Regions from separate parts of the Mus musculus genome. Here all the other regions are linked to region 1. A link is a contact called in public HiChIP or PLAC-seq data. All regions are on one chromosome and are shown on one strand. Each heading gives the region's core, a stretch centred on a gene start, on an enhancer-like site or on the middle of the called end of the contact. The rest is flanking DNA. Distances are from core to core; before and after follow the strand shown.

The links. HiChIP or PLAC-seq counts read pairs in DNA pulled down with a chosen protein or histone mark.
Region 2: a contact with region 1 is called in an H3K27ac HiChIP or PLAC-seq map of microglia, with 5 times the contacts expected there. The contact joins two enhancer-like sites. A contact is called at or near these places in 1 of 115 datasets of contacts at active chromatin or transcription factors (microglia) and 1 of 9 other capture datasets (embryonic stem cells).
Region 3: a contact with region 1 is called in an H3K27ac HiChIP or PLAC-seq map of microglia, with 12 times the contacts expected there. The contact joins two enhancer-like sites. A contact is called at or near these places in 2 of 484 Hi-C or Micro-C datasets (bone marrow-derived macrophages and pre-B cells) and 2 of 115 datasets of contacts at active chromatin or transcription factors (bone marrow-derived macrophages and microglia).

Annotation. Positions count from the first base shown.
Region 1 is chr12:99,237,508-99,242,480 of GRCm38.p6, forward strand. All of the region lies in intron 4 of Foxn3 (forkhead box N3), which reads right to left. Among named protein-coding and RNA genes, the nearest start is that of 4930474N09Rik, 77 kb to the left of the region's middle. Within about 2 kb of position 2,379, at least 64 of the 459 cell types and tissues checked have an H3K27ac peak or open chromatin away from gene starts, as enhancers often do. A contact at or near this core is called in bone marrow-derived macrophages and microglia, where this site is marked.
Region 2 is chr12:100,010,972-100,015,944 of GRCm38.p6, forward strand. All of the region lies in intron 2 of Kcnk13 (potassium channel, subfamily K, member 13), which reads left to right. Among named protein-coding and RNA genes, the nearest start is that of Gm51957, 44 kb to the right of the region's middle. Within about 2 kb of position 2,075, at least 14 of the 459 cell types and tissues checked have an H3K27ac peak or open chromatin away from gene starts, as enhancers often do. A contact at or near this core is called in microglia, where this site is marked.
Region 3 is chr12:99,787,396-99,792,368 of GRCm38.p6, forward strand. All of the region lies in intron 5 of Efcab11 (EF-hand calcium binding domain 11), which reads right to left. Among named protein-coding and RNA genes, the nearest start is that of Efcab11, 94 kb to the right of the region's middle. Within about 2 kb of position 2,361, at least 98 of the 459 cell types and tissues checked have an H3K27ac peak or open chromatin away from gene starts, as enhancers often do. A contact at or near this core is called in bone marrow-derived macrophages and microglia, where this site is marked.

The DNA.
Region 1 (4,973 bases), core at 1,129-3,628:
CTGTCTGGAAGACCCGATCTCTGCCTCCTCCCACACGGCTGTGTACGTATGTGCTGTGTATCCCCCTCATGCACACTTGCACATAAACACATAAAGACTCCAGTACCAACTGAGTGTGAGCACTCTCCATAAATGGACACATACTTCTCTTCTGTAACTTGCTTTGTTCCCCCTCACTGAACCCTGAGTCTTGGCATGCGCTCATCTGGGGACGGAGGTATGTGGCTCATTCCTTCTCATTTCTGCACCAGAGGAAAACGTCGGCGCACTCCAGTGTTCCCCTGGTCCTGGACTAGGTTGTTTTCTAACTTTTTCTAACAAAGAATGCTATGGGTGAGTGCCCTTGTGTGTGTCTGATTTTTATACATATGGGGTGGCTCTTCCACGGAGCGGGCACTAGAGAGATGCCCTGGACCTCATTTTCCTGGTCTGTAAGATGGAGGCTGGACTGATATTCATCCACTGGCCTCTACTCTCACTCTGGACTTTACACCCTTGAGGCCTTTGCATCCACACTCAGACCCCATGCCCAGCTCAGCACACTACGTTCTCAAGACTTCTATAAGGCAAGCTCATTTAGTCTTACACTGCTTCTCAGCTAACACTCGGAGGCATTACTAGCTCTCTCTATAAAGTCCTGTCTTCCCCTAAGAAATTCCTATCCTTCTTGGATACTTGGCAGGCATCATCGGATGCTCAGAACTCCTAGCTCAGTTGTATGCACAAGTTCACACACATGTTATCCCCACCACGGGATAACACTTCACTTGTCACCACATGCAGGAACACAGATGTGCCATATTCAGAGAGCTCTCAAGGTATCTCCCGAAGGGGGTGCTGGCTACTCTCGCCAGGTATAGCTTAGTACCAGATGACTTCTCAGTGACTCAGTTTCCATGTCTAGGAAATGGGGGTAATAGCAACTCCTTCACTGGTGGGGATGCTGGGCCCATTAGGCCGTTCACCAACTTGCCAACCCTGAGAAGGGTGCAGCTCCAATGAGCTGACGTTTGCTGGATATTCTATTTGATCCATGTGACATGGTGACCTGTGACAACCCTGAGACAGCTGGGGTGCAGTGTGAGATGGGGGTCCCTGCTATCCACAGCCTGCCTACAGCTTTACAGCTGGCTTCCAACAGCATCAAGCAGCCAAGCAGAGCATGGCTTTGCTCTAGTCTGCTCTGTCTTGCTTTTTGGAAGCCATGCGTAGTTTCTAAGGCCCTTCTCCTCTGGGTTTTTTCTCCCTTTTGCACTGCCAGCAAGCAGTGTGTCTCCCAGCACTACCAGGGTTTTTGGATTCCTTTGGGGCCTTCCTTGATTCCAGTTTAGATTACACAAAGTAGTAGTAGGGAATTTGTGCTCTGGAGTCAAGTGAGATGGGCTCAAATCCCAGCTCGGGCACTTACCAACGATGTTACCTTAGCTAGTCAACTTTTCTATGCCTCAGCCCTCCTATCTATGAAACGTGTGTCTGTGAGGACTGAGTGAGGCAAGAGGGTTCCTGGCACTCACAATAAGCAATATCTTGTCAGATCACAAGGACATAGCCACAGCACTGTCACCAAGTGTGCATGTGTGCACAGGCATACACACAGACACACACACAGAGACAAGGCAGACAGACAGACATATACAGACAGACACACAGCTTTCCCTCACAGCCTACTCTACTGATGGGTCAAGGAGTTTTATTCACAGGTTGAGAAAGGATGCACCCACTACTGACAAAGAAGGCAGGCTGGGACACCTGCCTTTGCAGCTGACCTGCCCAGCAACCTGACAACGATGGCTGCATTTGATGGATTTCCAAGCACATAATTTGAACAACAGGACAGATACCCCGGAGATCCAGCCCTGGGCAAACTCCCCGATAGTCACTCAAGAGCCCTGGAGGGAAGATGAGCCCAGGTTAGGTGATTCTGCAGGAAGACTCTTCACTCAGGTCTAAGCTCACAGAACACAGGCGTCAAAGATGGCCATCAGGTAGGGTAGCCACAACAGGGAAGAGAACCATGGAGAACTAATTACAGGGCTCCACAGAGGACCTGCTCAAGCTCTCGAGCTATGGGCTGGGGCCAGCAGCTTGACAAGAGTTTGAGGATCCATTAAACGCACGGCCTATTTTTACAATGGCAAGCAGCAAAAGCTATCAGTCCAAAACCCGCAACCAAGACAACCAATACAACCGGGTGTATAATGCAGGTGCCAGGGCGGCTGACATAGAGAAGAGGGGAGGGGGAATAAAAAAGGTGTAGCATGGATTTTTATTACCTGACGGTAAATACAGTAGCAACAATGATCATTCTGTTATAACGAGAGTTCCATGTCAGCCGAGCGGCTTAGAGAGCATTTCTTCCTTCCTTGCCGATGGTGTTCTATTGCTATGACAACCAATAACATTTTGCACGCCACGGAGCACTATATCATGTATCACCATGGCAGAAAGGGAAATGCCACACTGTACTTAAAAGCCACCTTCTCTCTCTCTCCCTTTTAAAGCCTGTTATCAGTCCGCATGCATTATTCACCACACCGCATTATATATAACCTTTGGTTATAGTCAGATTTGTGATATAGGTAGCGAAAGCCAGAGAGCCTCGCAAATCCCTTAACATTTTACAACAAATAATAGATAACCAAACTGTATTATTCTGGTTTTTCTTTAAGGCAGTTACAAAGAGCTTGCTTTTACCAACTTCCTCGTTGGATCAAAGGCCTTTGTCAGACTTCTGCAAATGTTTGCCTTGTTCAGCAAGAGCGTTCTGTGACACCCGGAGAGCAGAAAGTATTCCCTTTAAGAGAATACATAAACACTGCCTCGAGATGTCTACCTGCTTCACTTGAAACATTGAAACTGTGGACTTAACCATCACTATGGAAACCCATACCCAGGTGCTGGCTACTTGATGCTCTGTACTGAGGAGGCCACTTGGGAGCTGCCCTGAGCCTGCCTATTTGGGCCCTCGGTAGCTCTGGGCAGAGTCAACTAGAACTAGGTGTTTTCAGCTCACTTGAACATCTGCCAACCCTGTCTGGTCCCAGAGACAGGGAATATAAAAGAATCAGACAGGATATTCATGGAATTTCAAGGTCTTTGGACTCCAGTCAAGTGGCAGCCAGAGGGTATGGATACAGACTCCTGTGAATAGGTGCAGACTCCAGTAGTGTTTCCTTAAATCTAAGTATGTGGGCCACCTAAAACCCTCCTCTAGTTGAGCCTCACATAGAAAATGACCACAGAAGGGGGTTCGTTCCAGTAATTAGGAGAAGAGACACTTGACCAAGTTTAGGCTGACAGCCGCTGATCCAGAAGGTGGCTGGTCCAGAAAGGAGGGGTGGTGGTGGTGACAGTCTCCCCACAGGAGGAAGTGTCCTTCCCAAGGGAGCAAGCATCCTCCCCACACTGAGAAGACACAGGTGACTGCAGCCGATGTCCCCTTTAGTGTCAGACACTAATATTCTATGTTTTCCTTTCCTTTCTCTGCTTCTCATTTATTTATTTATTTATTTATTTTAAGAAAAAGAAGAAAAAGAACTGTTTCTTTTTATAACCTGTTATTTGATGGTAAAAGTTCTGCAGAAAGTATGTAAACTGTGCTGGCTATAGTGTTTCTGAAAGACAAAAACCCTAGGGCTTTATCTTTGCTTCTTTGCTGTTGGTTGTTTTGCTTTTGCTTTGCTATATTTGAGACAGGGTTTCTCTGTGTAGTCCTGGCTGTCCTGGAACTCACTCTGTAGACCAGGCTGGCCTCAAGCTCACTAATCCACCTGCTTTTGCCTCCAGAGTGCTGGAATTTTTATTATTTTTTATTGTTATTTTTATTTTGAATCAGAAATCCTTTTTTGTTTATAATTCTACTATTTACAGTATTTTGAGTGATCGCAATGGCTCTGATCAAGGCTCCTACTGAGAATTCACCTTCTTGTTCTATGGGGTCTCGTGCCTGGTGAGGGAATGCAGGGGCAAACAGAGAGAGGACCTGGGAAAGCCATGGAAGGTGATGCTAAATGTCTGGATACAGTGGCAAGCACCGTAGGTGTGCAGGGTACAGACCCTTCACTTCAGTCCCTGTACCAGACTCCTACTGCTTTTTGCATCTGCTCTACTCACTGTAGGCGCCTATGAAGGCAAAGGGCTGGTGTACATGAACCGATGTAGCCCAGGCTGGTTCCAAACTCACAATGCAGCAAAGGTTAAAAGGATAATCTCCAACATCTGCTTCTCCTGCCTCCTCCTCTGGATCACAGGTGTGCGCCATGATCCTCAGTTTATGTGGCACTAAGAACTGAACCCTGCAGGGTCTTAGTATACAGGAGACAAGCACTCTCCCAACTGAGCCGAATCCCCGATCTTTGTCCATCTTCTTACACTGCTTAGTGGATGGGGAATGTAGCAATCACAAGGCCTGAATTACCTGCCTGGTCCTCTCTGAATGCTCAGAGTTGCTCTCAGCTTATAAACACTTGGCATGCATGCATGTCTCCTGGCTGTTTGGGGCTTACATCAAGGGTGGGCCAGATGCTGGGGAGAAGGTTCCCAGTGACCCTTTACACATAGAAAGCCATGGAGAGCAGAGGGGAAGGACGTCCCCATGGGAGGGAGACTTATTTTAGTGGGGATGGGGTGGGTTGCAATGTAGAAACAGCAGAAACCTGTTTAAGAAGACCAAGTCTTTAGTTAGTGCCGGCTGCAGAACAGAATAGTCTTGAAATATTAGCTGAGTCTGTGGGCTACAGAATATACTTCATCTTGAACTTTAAGTCATAATTTCATGGAGGTCACTTACAGCCTAAGAAAGCTGAGCAGACCCTAAGGTGTGGCATATACTTATGAGCTTAATTAGATTTATAAGAATTGCTTGAGTGCTCTGGGAGACTTGTTTGTTGAGTCAGGCAATTGAGTACTTATAAATTTAATAAGTTCGATTTCCTTTACAAATGCCGCTTAAAATGTTTAAAGGAGTTTAATTA
Region 2 (4,973 bases), core at 825-3,324, 770 kb after region 1:
CCTCCTATCTCTTCTCCCTCCTCACTAGTTCCCTTATCCATGAAAGCAGTCTTCCTTCTGCTTTCATATCACATACACACACACACACGTATGTGTGTGTGTATGTATGTATGTATGTGTTTGTGTATGTATGTGTATGTAATTATTATAGTCTAGATGGTTTATGAGGAAAGTAAACAGTATTTTATCTTTCTTTTCTCTTATTACCCTCTCCTGTTCCCTATCCCCCCCAAACCTTTAAGCTACCTCCTCCCCTCCACAGTCTCCCTTGTATATTTATCTTAAATTAATATTATTTGAAAATGACAAATCACAATTGCATGGCATCTATGAAATGCAGTATGATACATATAGCCAGTGTGGATGGGTTGAACCAAGCTCACATATCTATCTATCACCTCACTTAACATCTTTGTTACAGATCTGTACTGGCTGGTTTTGTGTCCGTTTGACACAAGCTAACATCATCAGAGAGGAAAGAGCCTCAGTTGAGGAAATGCCTCCATGAGGTCCAGCTATAAGACATTTTCTCAATTAGTGATCAATCTGGGAGACCCCAGACCCTTGTGGGTGGTATCATCCCTGGACTAGCGGTCCTGGGTTCTATGAGCAAGCCATGATGAACAAGCCAGTAAGCATCATCCCTCCATAGCCTTAGCTCCTGCCTTTAGGTTCCTGTCTCATTTGAGTTCCTGTCCTGACTTCCTTCAGCGATGAACAGCAATGTGGAGGTATAAACTGAATAAACCGTTTTCTTCCCAACTTGCTTTTTGGTCACAGTGTTTTGTTGTAGCAATAGAAACCTCTAACTAAGGCAGGGTCTATCTGAAATCTTACTGTCAGTTATTCTGAATTATACGCCATCACTAGCCACGATCTCCATGCTTGCACTGATCTCAAGAGGTTCTTCTCTGGCTGATGCTTTGTCTGAGACCAGGGACTCCCCATATAGCTTCTCATCTTTGCTCACAAGCAGGATACACTTGAGCATCAGTGGACAGGCCGTTGTATAAGACAACATCCATGGCTGCTCTATCATAAGCTACAATCGCTTAAGACAACACATTTGTTCTCGCCATGGTCTAGAGGTTAGGAGCCCCAAACCAGTTTTCCTGAGCTAAAGTTAAGGGGTCGGCAGGACTGATTGTTTCTGAAGGGTCCTCTGTCTTTTTTGTGACTACTGTTGTTAGTGGTTTGAATGAGTGTGTCCCATAGGCTCAGATGTTTCAGTAAGTGGTTAACAGTACTGCCTGGGTAAGCTTAGGCTGTGTGGCTTTGCTGGAAGAAGTATGCCACTGGGGGCAGCAGCTCTTTGGTTATCCTCCAACCCTCAAATCTTCTTAGTTTTAGAATGGAACAAATAAAAACAAAACAACCATCTACACTGAGTAATTGCTTAAAGCAGTGTGGTCCTCAGCCTGTGGATTGTGAACCCTCTGGGGTTATCAAATGACACTTTCACAGGGGTTGCCTAAAACTACCAGAAAACACAGGTGTTTACATCGTGATTCATAGCAGCAGCAAAATTACAGTTCTAAAGTAGCAACAAAAATAGTCTTATGGTTGCGTGGGGGGTGGTGTCACCATAACATGAAAAACTGTATTAAAGGATTGCAGCATTAGGAAGGTTGAGAACCACTGGCTTAGAAAAGAAAAGCGCAATGCTATAGTATGTCAGAGTGACATGGGACCAAGAGAAAGACCTCCTAGTAGCCAAGGCTGGCATAATTCAAGCAACAAAATAAAATTATGTTGGATCATAGCCCAAATATAAAGTAAATATTGTGAATCCATACTGTTATTAATGATTCAATAAATAAATAAAGGAGCAGAAATAAATCTGACAGATTCCAAATACCTAAGTCCAGTTCAGTGGCTATAGCAAAATCCCTTAGACTGGTTAATCTATAAGCAACAGAAATGTATCGCCCATTGTTCTAAAGCCTGTGAAGTCCACACCAGCAGAGTCGTAGTCCAAGGAGAATCTGTTTCTCATGGATTGTACCTTCTGAGTGGCCTTGCACATTAGGAAGAAGGCACGCAGACTTCCTCAGGCATCTTTTGCAAAAGACACTGACTTCCTCTTTCATGGTTCTGTCCCATGACCTAGTCACCTCCTAAAGGCCATTATGCCAACACTTTGAGAATTAGGCTTTAAGATGGGAATTTTGGGGGATACAGACACTCAGATCATAGCCTTGCCCTTTGCATGGAGGGGGTGGATCATAAGCCACCTACTCCAGCTGTGGGCTCAGTGTGATGACTCCTTACTAAGGGTAGAGCATGGCCATGGTGAGGGGTTGGGTGCAGCTTCACAGAGGAGAAGCCATCCAAGAGTCACCTTGGCTTCACTCTGGTCCAGGCTTCATGATCCTCAGTGATATCATGTTGATAGAGCTCACCCGAGATATAAAATGACGAGAACATGTCTATCTCTGAGCCTCCTCCTGAAACCTGTAGCTCCAGTATTAATCATGAGCAGCCATGAATCAAATCTCAATGGACAGAAAGTCTGGAGAAACTGTCACACACCAGTAGAGTCTAAGACAACAGACTACAAAATGACATCCTGGACTGAGGAGATGGCTCTCAGTAAAGTCTTGCCTTGTAAGTATGAGGACCTGAGTTCAAATCCCAGACTCTATGGGGTGAGGAAAAACAGCTGGGTGTGATAGCATGAGTTTATAAACCTAGAGTAGGAGAGGCTGGCACAGGGGAATCCCTGAAGCTCACCCGACTGCCAGGCCTGCCTAATGGGGCAAGATCCAAGGCAACAAGAGACTCACAATCCTTCCTCAAAATTACATGGCCATAAATATTAGTAGTGACACTCAAGGTGACCGGCCTCTGGTCTCCACATATACACTGCATTCACACATACACACACACCACACACACACACACACACACACACACACACACCGCACACACACGGGTTAAAAATAAAATACAATGGGCTGGAGAGATGGCTCAGCAATTAAGAACACTAACTGCTTTTCCAGAGGTCCTGAGGTCAATTCCCAGCAACCACATGGTGGCTCACAACCATCTGTAATGGGATCTGATGCCCTCTTCTGGTGTGTCTGAAGACAGCTACTGTGTACTCATATATATTAAATAAATAAATAAATAAATAAGTAATGCGACACAGCATCCAGAATGGAATCCTGATACAGAGGAATGACACTGGGTAAAAGCAAAGAAAATCTGAATACAGTATGGAATTCAGTAGTACTTGACAGTGTTGGATCATTAATGGTAAGGAATATACTGTATTTGTGGACAATACTGAAGAAGGTAGAAAGTATATTGTAGGAGCCCACCCTGTGTTCTAGTTTGATATTTTTTCTGTGACTTTAAATATATTCTCCAATAAGCTCTTTTTTTTTCCAGCCAGACACAATAGTAAATGTCTGTGGCCCCAGTTTTATTTTGTTTTTTGGGTTTTTTTTGTGGGGGGAGCTCTATGGCAGAAAGACCATAAAAAACAAAACTAGGAAAGTCTTACAGATGTCTCTCCCAGAGATGTCTGTAGAATGTGGGGAGCCTTCTGCCTCTCCTGGATAGTATAAGGAGTTCTGTGTATCTGGAGCTAGGCCAGCACCAGAGCAGCCCTCTTTGCGTGTTCCTCTCAGAGCTGAGGAAATAACATTTGTCCTACTTGGGCACAGGTCTCTCTGCTCCACATGCCACACATGGCCATGGTACATTAAAGCTATCTAACGTCTGAGGGGACACTTTTCACAAAGTGCACCTGAAGCTGTGAATGTTTTCTGAAAATACAGAAAAACACATCATAGAAACCCAATGGAGTTGAGGTCAGTGAGGGCCTGGGCTAAGGGCTTGCCCATGGGCCTGTGGGAATCCAACCCTGGCCCATGCTTTAAAATAAGACGGCCATTTAGAATACCTTTCCACGTGAGACACAATTTCAAATCAATCTATACACGGAAGTTAAAACAGGTGCTGTCCCCCGCCGTCCCTAGAGGAAAAACAGTAACCAGGCATCTAATCTTCAACAATAGACTCAGCACAAATATTGAAGTCCTTCCTAAGGTGGGTAAGTAACCTGTCTTCAAAGAAAATTGATTCTTTCATTCTGAGGAAGATTTTGCAATTTTCCAAACAGCAATTTTCTTCTCATCCCAGAGAGAAGTCAATTGGTGGTTTACAAAAAAAAAAAAAAAAAAAAAAAAAAAAGTTAGACATTAAATCACCTGTGTATTTTGTTCTGGCTGTGCTCTTCATTCAAGCTAGGTCTCCTATGCCAGCTGCTGTCCTTGGAGTGGCTCTCATCTCTATCAAAGTCTCTCATCCTGTTCCCTGTCACCATGGGCTCGCTGTGTGTGGACTTCAAATATGACATACAACACAGGTTTTTGACTGTTTGGTGAATGAATAACTCAGACAAGGCATGGAACCTGAGCAGGCAGCACTCGGAATTTACCACTCTGGAGCTGGGGTACACAAGGAGGCAAGGCGAGGGAGGTCTTTGTGGGTTTCAATTTCCTTCATCGTTCTACCTGTTCCTTTGAGGCCACATGCTTATCTGGGCTAGCACGATGCTCTTTAGAATCTTATATTTCATCTCTTATAGAATTCCTGACTTGGTCAAAACATCTCCATTTTCTTTATATGTGTGTGTATGTGTGTGTTATATTATATATAGAGAGATAGTTATCTATATATTTATATAGAAAGTTGATATAACTATAGATAGCACAAATATGTTACAAATACTTCTAATGAAATGTATGTCTATAGGTCTACCACCAATTCAAGGATATGGGTCTTCTCATCACCATGCCATTCCTTGTGTGCTTCCCCCCCCTCCCCACACCCCCTCCTGGAGAGAAGCCCACGTGGTTATTATCCCCCAGTTTTCCAAATACTTTTATCACACATGTCTACAACCTTAAGTGATATATTGCTTCCTTTGAGGTTCTAATGTTCACAAAAGCATCATAGTGAAC
Region 3 (4,973 bases), core at 1,111-3,610, 550 kb after region 1:
AGATGCCTACAGAGCCGTGTGTTAGACAAGTAAACACTATTACCATTTCACAAATTTCAAAGAATCCCTTTTCATGAATTTCACACATCTTTAGTCCTAGGTAAGACATGAAAAACAAGACCATCAAACTTCTCCTTAACTAATTCCCATACTGCATGATTTCATTCTACTGCTGAAGTCTAGTTTCAAAGGTTACTCAATACATACAGTGGCGAACAGTTTGTTTGTTGGTAACTTGTTCCAAATACTGTGTAGAAAATTTCTGTCACTGCACCCTGCCTCACCCCACTTAGCTAATTTTGAGTGTTCTCGACTTCCAGCTTCAAAAGCCATCGTCATGACCCAGGAAACTGTCAGTGGAAAGGCAACTAAGAATGCCAAGGATGGGACTGATTGTGGGGACATTGTGGAGCCTCCTGAATGACCCCACTATTCTCTCTAAAGCAACTCCTTTCCTGTCTATTTCCTCCCTGCCTGGCACAGGGTATTGAAATGTAGTGTCTTACTCATGCTAGGCCACTATTCCACCACCGAGCAATCTGCCCACCTTTCTTTACTTTGAGACAGCATGTCACTAAATTGTCCAGGCTGAACTTGAACTTCTAACCGTACTACCATAGCCTCGAAAGTAGGCTGGAACACAGGCCTGTACCACCTGATACCCATTTTCTTTAACATTTTACAAGGAGTCACATGACTGAAACTCTCAAGTCTGCTGCTGCTGGCAGTGTTAGGGGCATCCTTAGAACCCAGGGGGCCTTGGCCTATTCTTGCCTCCAGGATTTCTGTGATTCTGGAGGTAGATGGCACCCAAAAGCTCCAGGGCTGCACTCTGCCACTAAGCAGAGATGCCACATGCCCTACCTGGGACTACTGTTCAAATTATTAGGCACCCTTGCCCTAACCATCGACTTAGAGGTGTCTCACACTAGAGAGAACCCAGAAATTCTGGCCCTTGAGCAGAACAACACTCTTAACCCGGGTTGATGAGATTGTGAGTGGAGGCCTAGAGCTGCTGCAGGCACCGTGACAGCCTCGGGGGGAGTTGGTCCAAGATCACAGTGAGGCTAAGGCTGAAAGAAGGAAGCCCGGTGGAATTACAGCCAAAGCTAGTCTGGACGATTCAGCAGACAGAGCCAACAGACGCCTTTTCTCACTTAAGGTGAATAAAGTTAAACTGACCACATGTTATACTCAGGAAGGTGACAAGCTGGCTCAAAATTGCATCAAGTTCATATAGGTCACATTGGACAGAGCCACTTTTGAAAGCAGGTGTTGTTAGAGAATGACGGGTGAACCATCCAGTAGTCTGATGGGGACAGAGGCATGGAGAAAGGGAAGGGGCACCTAATTTGAAAAGGAAGGTTCTTCAAAATGTTATCCAGGCTACAATTCTGCCAGGCTGTTAGTAGACTTGAGTTTCAAAAGAGATGGAGTTTTCAATCATAGAAGTTCATTCGTGGTGTAAGTGATAATCAGAAATATATCTAAAATAGAACATACCCCAAATGGCATGGTGGGATAATGGCCCCTTCTGGTCTCCCTCAGATCTCAACCACCCGCACGAAGATCCTGTAGCTCTCAACCCCAGCTAATCCAATGGTCAGGGCCACACAGTATAAACCGTCTCTCTGGTTTAAGATTCTTAAGATCAAGTCCCACACGCTGGGGATAAAACCCTTGTGGTGGTCTAGGAGGCCTACAGGACAGCTGTGTCTGTCTTCTCAGGGTCTCCCTCCTGTAGACAGTATCTCCTCTTCCAAGTCTTCCTAGCAATTCCCTGAAGGCACAGGAGGGTGCTTCCCCCCAGAGTCTCACACACAACTCAAGTCTCTTGAGAAGCCTGCCCCAGGCTCAGTTCATTGTTCCCACTATTTCTCCAAGCCTTATCCAGGTCTCTGCTACACCACGGCACCCTAGAGAAGGCACACTGACCTCAGGTTCCCTGGTTTGCTCACTCACAATTGGCTCTGGAGGCTGGCAGGTAGAGACCACCCATAATGATTCTCACCCCAGGTCAATTTTCCCCCTGGGCTGTGAACTTAAGTGTGAAGTGGGGAATCTGATCTACTTGCTTTCATCACCAATTTGTGGGGTTGAATTGCTCAACAATCCCTAGAATTTTCCTCTATTTGGTTCCTTGCCTCAGCCTTCTCCTTCAGGCCAGCACCTGTGTCTTTGACAGACAATGTCTCCCTTACCTTTGATGCTCTGTGACTTATGTAGAACTCAGGGCAATACCCAGTCCTCTAGAGGCCTCCCCACTACCGGGAGTCCAGACTGCTGCCAGCACAATGATGCTGCCATGGGGCATTTTCTGAGACCTAAAGGGCCATAAACAACACAAAGGAGGAAGTGGTGACTGGCAGAGCTGGCTGGGGACTCTCAAGGCAGCAGGCTCCCTGTCAGTGTTTTCGGCCAACAGCTCTGTGACTGTGGCTTCTAAAGAACTTCCCCTGCATGGCCTGGTTTGTTTTGAGATGGGATCTCACTATCTGGCCCGAGCTGGCTCCAAACTTGTGATCTGTGCCTCGTTCACATTATTCTTTGATTCTCTCTGTGCTTGCATGACTCAATAAGCACATGATTAAGCATTTTATTTAAATAATGCACATGTCTCTGGTAGAACCTGAGGAACTGTTTATTTATGTGTTTGTATGAAACAGTTAAATCAAAATACTAACATTGAGACTAGCTCCACTGAGGAACGAGAGCCTGGACAGGTTGGAGAAAGGGAAGAAGTGGCAGGTATCTTCAATGATGCTCTGTAATTCTAGGGACCTCTGAGGGAGGAGGACACCCCACCCCCTAAGGCTGATCCTGGTTCAGAAAAGCAGAGAAAAGTGTCCTGTTCCACCCCCCCCATTCTTTCTTTAACACTGTTAGAATCCACAGGTTTAAAGTTAGTCACACAAAGGCTTAAAAGTTGTCCCGTGGACTAGCCTGGGAAGGAACTTAAGCTACCACTTAGAGTCAACCTCCCAAACATCCAGAAAGCAACCCATTCTTCGCTAGAGGTTCTACTTCCTTTGTTTCTACCAAGTGGGAAAAATTTGAACCAGCCTGTAGTAAGCGTGCTATAGCATTTATAAGCGTACCTCAAGATAAACCAGGCCACACAGTTAAAGCCACACTCCTGAACAAGCTGGAGCTGGGAGCTCCCCCAGCTCACCCCAGCACTGAGTGAGCTGCCAGCCTGGGGCATCCGGGGAGGCTGGGTCCTGTCACCCTCCACGGCACCTCCTTGTTCCAAGTGTTCACATGAAAGTTGACATTTGCTTATTTTTTTCTGTAGCCAAGGAAAGGCGAACCTGCAAGCCAGGGCTAACTACTCTTCGTCCCCAGCCTTTGAAGCCCATTTCATTTAAGTAATTGGCTTCCCTCACAGGGACCAATTAGAAACCAGGAGGAAAACGGGATTCAGACCTTTCACTAGCCTCTCCGAGACTGAAACCCGGATAGAGCCTGGCTGCTTCTTTACAGAAACAAACATGTGCACATTAGGTCTCATTAAGTCATATGCTAAGGAGATGTAAATATGACCAGTGACATTAAAATATCTCCACGGTCCCTTCCCTCACTGCCACGCTTCGGAGTGTTCAATTCAGCTTGGCGAGGAATATGACCCACCAGACACCAGAGATTCCACTTTGCTTGGAGGGAAGCAATGGAATATAGTCTTTAAAAAGGGTAGCCAGGAAGATCCAAGTGGCTGCCAGAGTGGTCCCCTCCTGCCGTTTTACTCTCTAACTTCTCGTCACTACTGTGACTTCCATGAGGCTTGCATTATACTCCTAGGGTTAAATGGCCTGGGCCTGGCATGGTTAAAAGCATGAGTTTTAGCATCTAAGTCTGTGCGCTGTCTAAGAGACCATGAAGAGTCACTCCAGCGCTCTCTGAGTCCCTGCCTCTTCAACACACATGGGGGCGGTGGTAACGGCCATGACCAGGTGCTGCAAAGAGTAGGTAAAACTCAGAGAACATCTTATCTAGTATGTTGTATGACAACATCATGGTAGGACAATTCACGGAGAACCTAGTGCCTTTACTTGCAAGGCCAGCCTTGCGGAGCAGCAAGCAATCACCCCTGTGCTGCTTAAATAGAAATGATCCTCACAGGCCCATAGAGAGTGACACTGTTAGGAGGCGAGGCCTTGTTGGAGCAGGTGTGGATTTGTTGGAGGAGCTGTGTCAGTAGGGATGGGCTTTGAGGTCTCAGATGCTCAAGCCATAGCCAGCGTGGCAATCTCTTCCTGCTGCCTAAGGATCCAGGGGTAAAACTCTCCTTCTCCAGCACCATGTCTGCCTGCATGCGCCATGCGTTCTACCATGATGATTATGGACTAAACCTCTGAAACTGTAAGCCAGTCCCAATTAAATGTTTTTCTTTATAGGAGTTGCTGTGGTCATGGTGTCTCTTCACAGCAGTGAAAACCCTAAATAAGTGATGCCGGTGGAGAGCTCCCGTGGGCCTTTTAACTAATCGGTCAGCAATCTGTAACTATTCTCAGGGGCCACAGGAAGCTCACATTGTTCAGGAGCTTGAGGAGCTCTGTGGATTAGATGGCAGATAAAACTGTGTGTCAGTCTTCCACTGCTCTAATGAAATGTCCGTGAAAGCTGACTTAAAGGGAGGTCTCAGGAAGTCTCGGGCCATGGTTGCTTAGGATATGCCAGCTGTAGGCCTGGGCTAGCCCAGCACTGTGGCAATGCATGTGGAGTGTGGGGAGAGGAGGCTGTCCACCTCAGGGCAGTTGAGAAGCCAGGAGAAAAGGAGGGAGGGCAGGAAGAAGAGAGGGAAAACGGCACAAGGCAGCAACTGTCAGTAAGCACCTTGTGGCCACAGCCCCCACTTCCTCCACATTCCCAAAGGACAAACACAGGACCCCACGGGCTAGCTTGTGCAACATGTTTGCTAATTCCAGGGACCTTCTTCGCCTTCTGTTAAGGACCATGCTTTCCACATTTGTCCT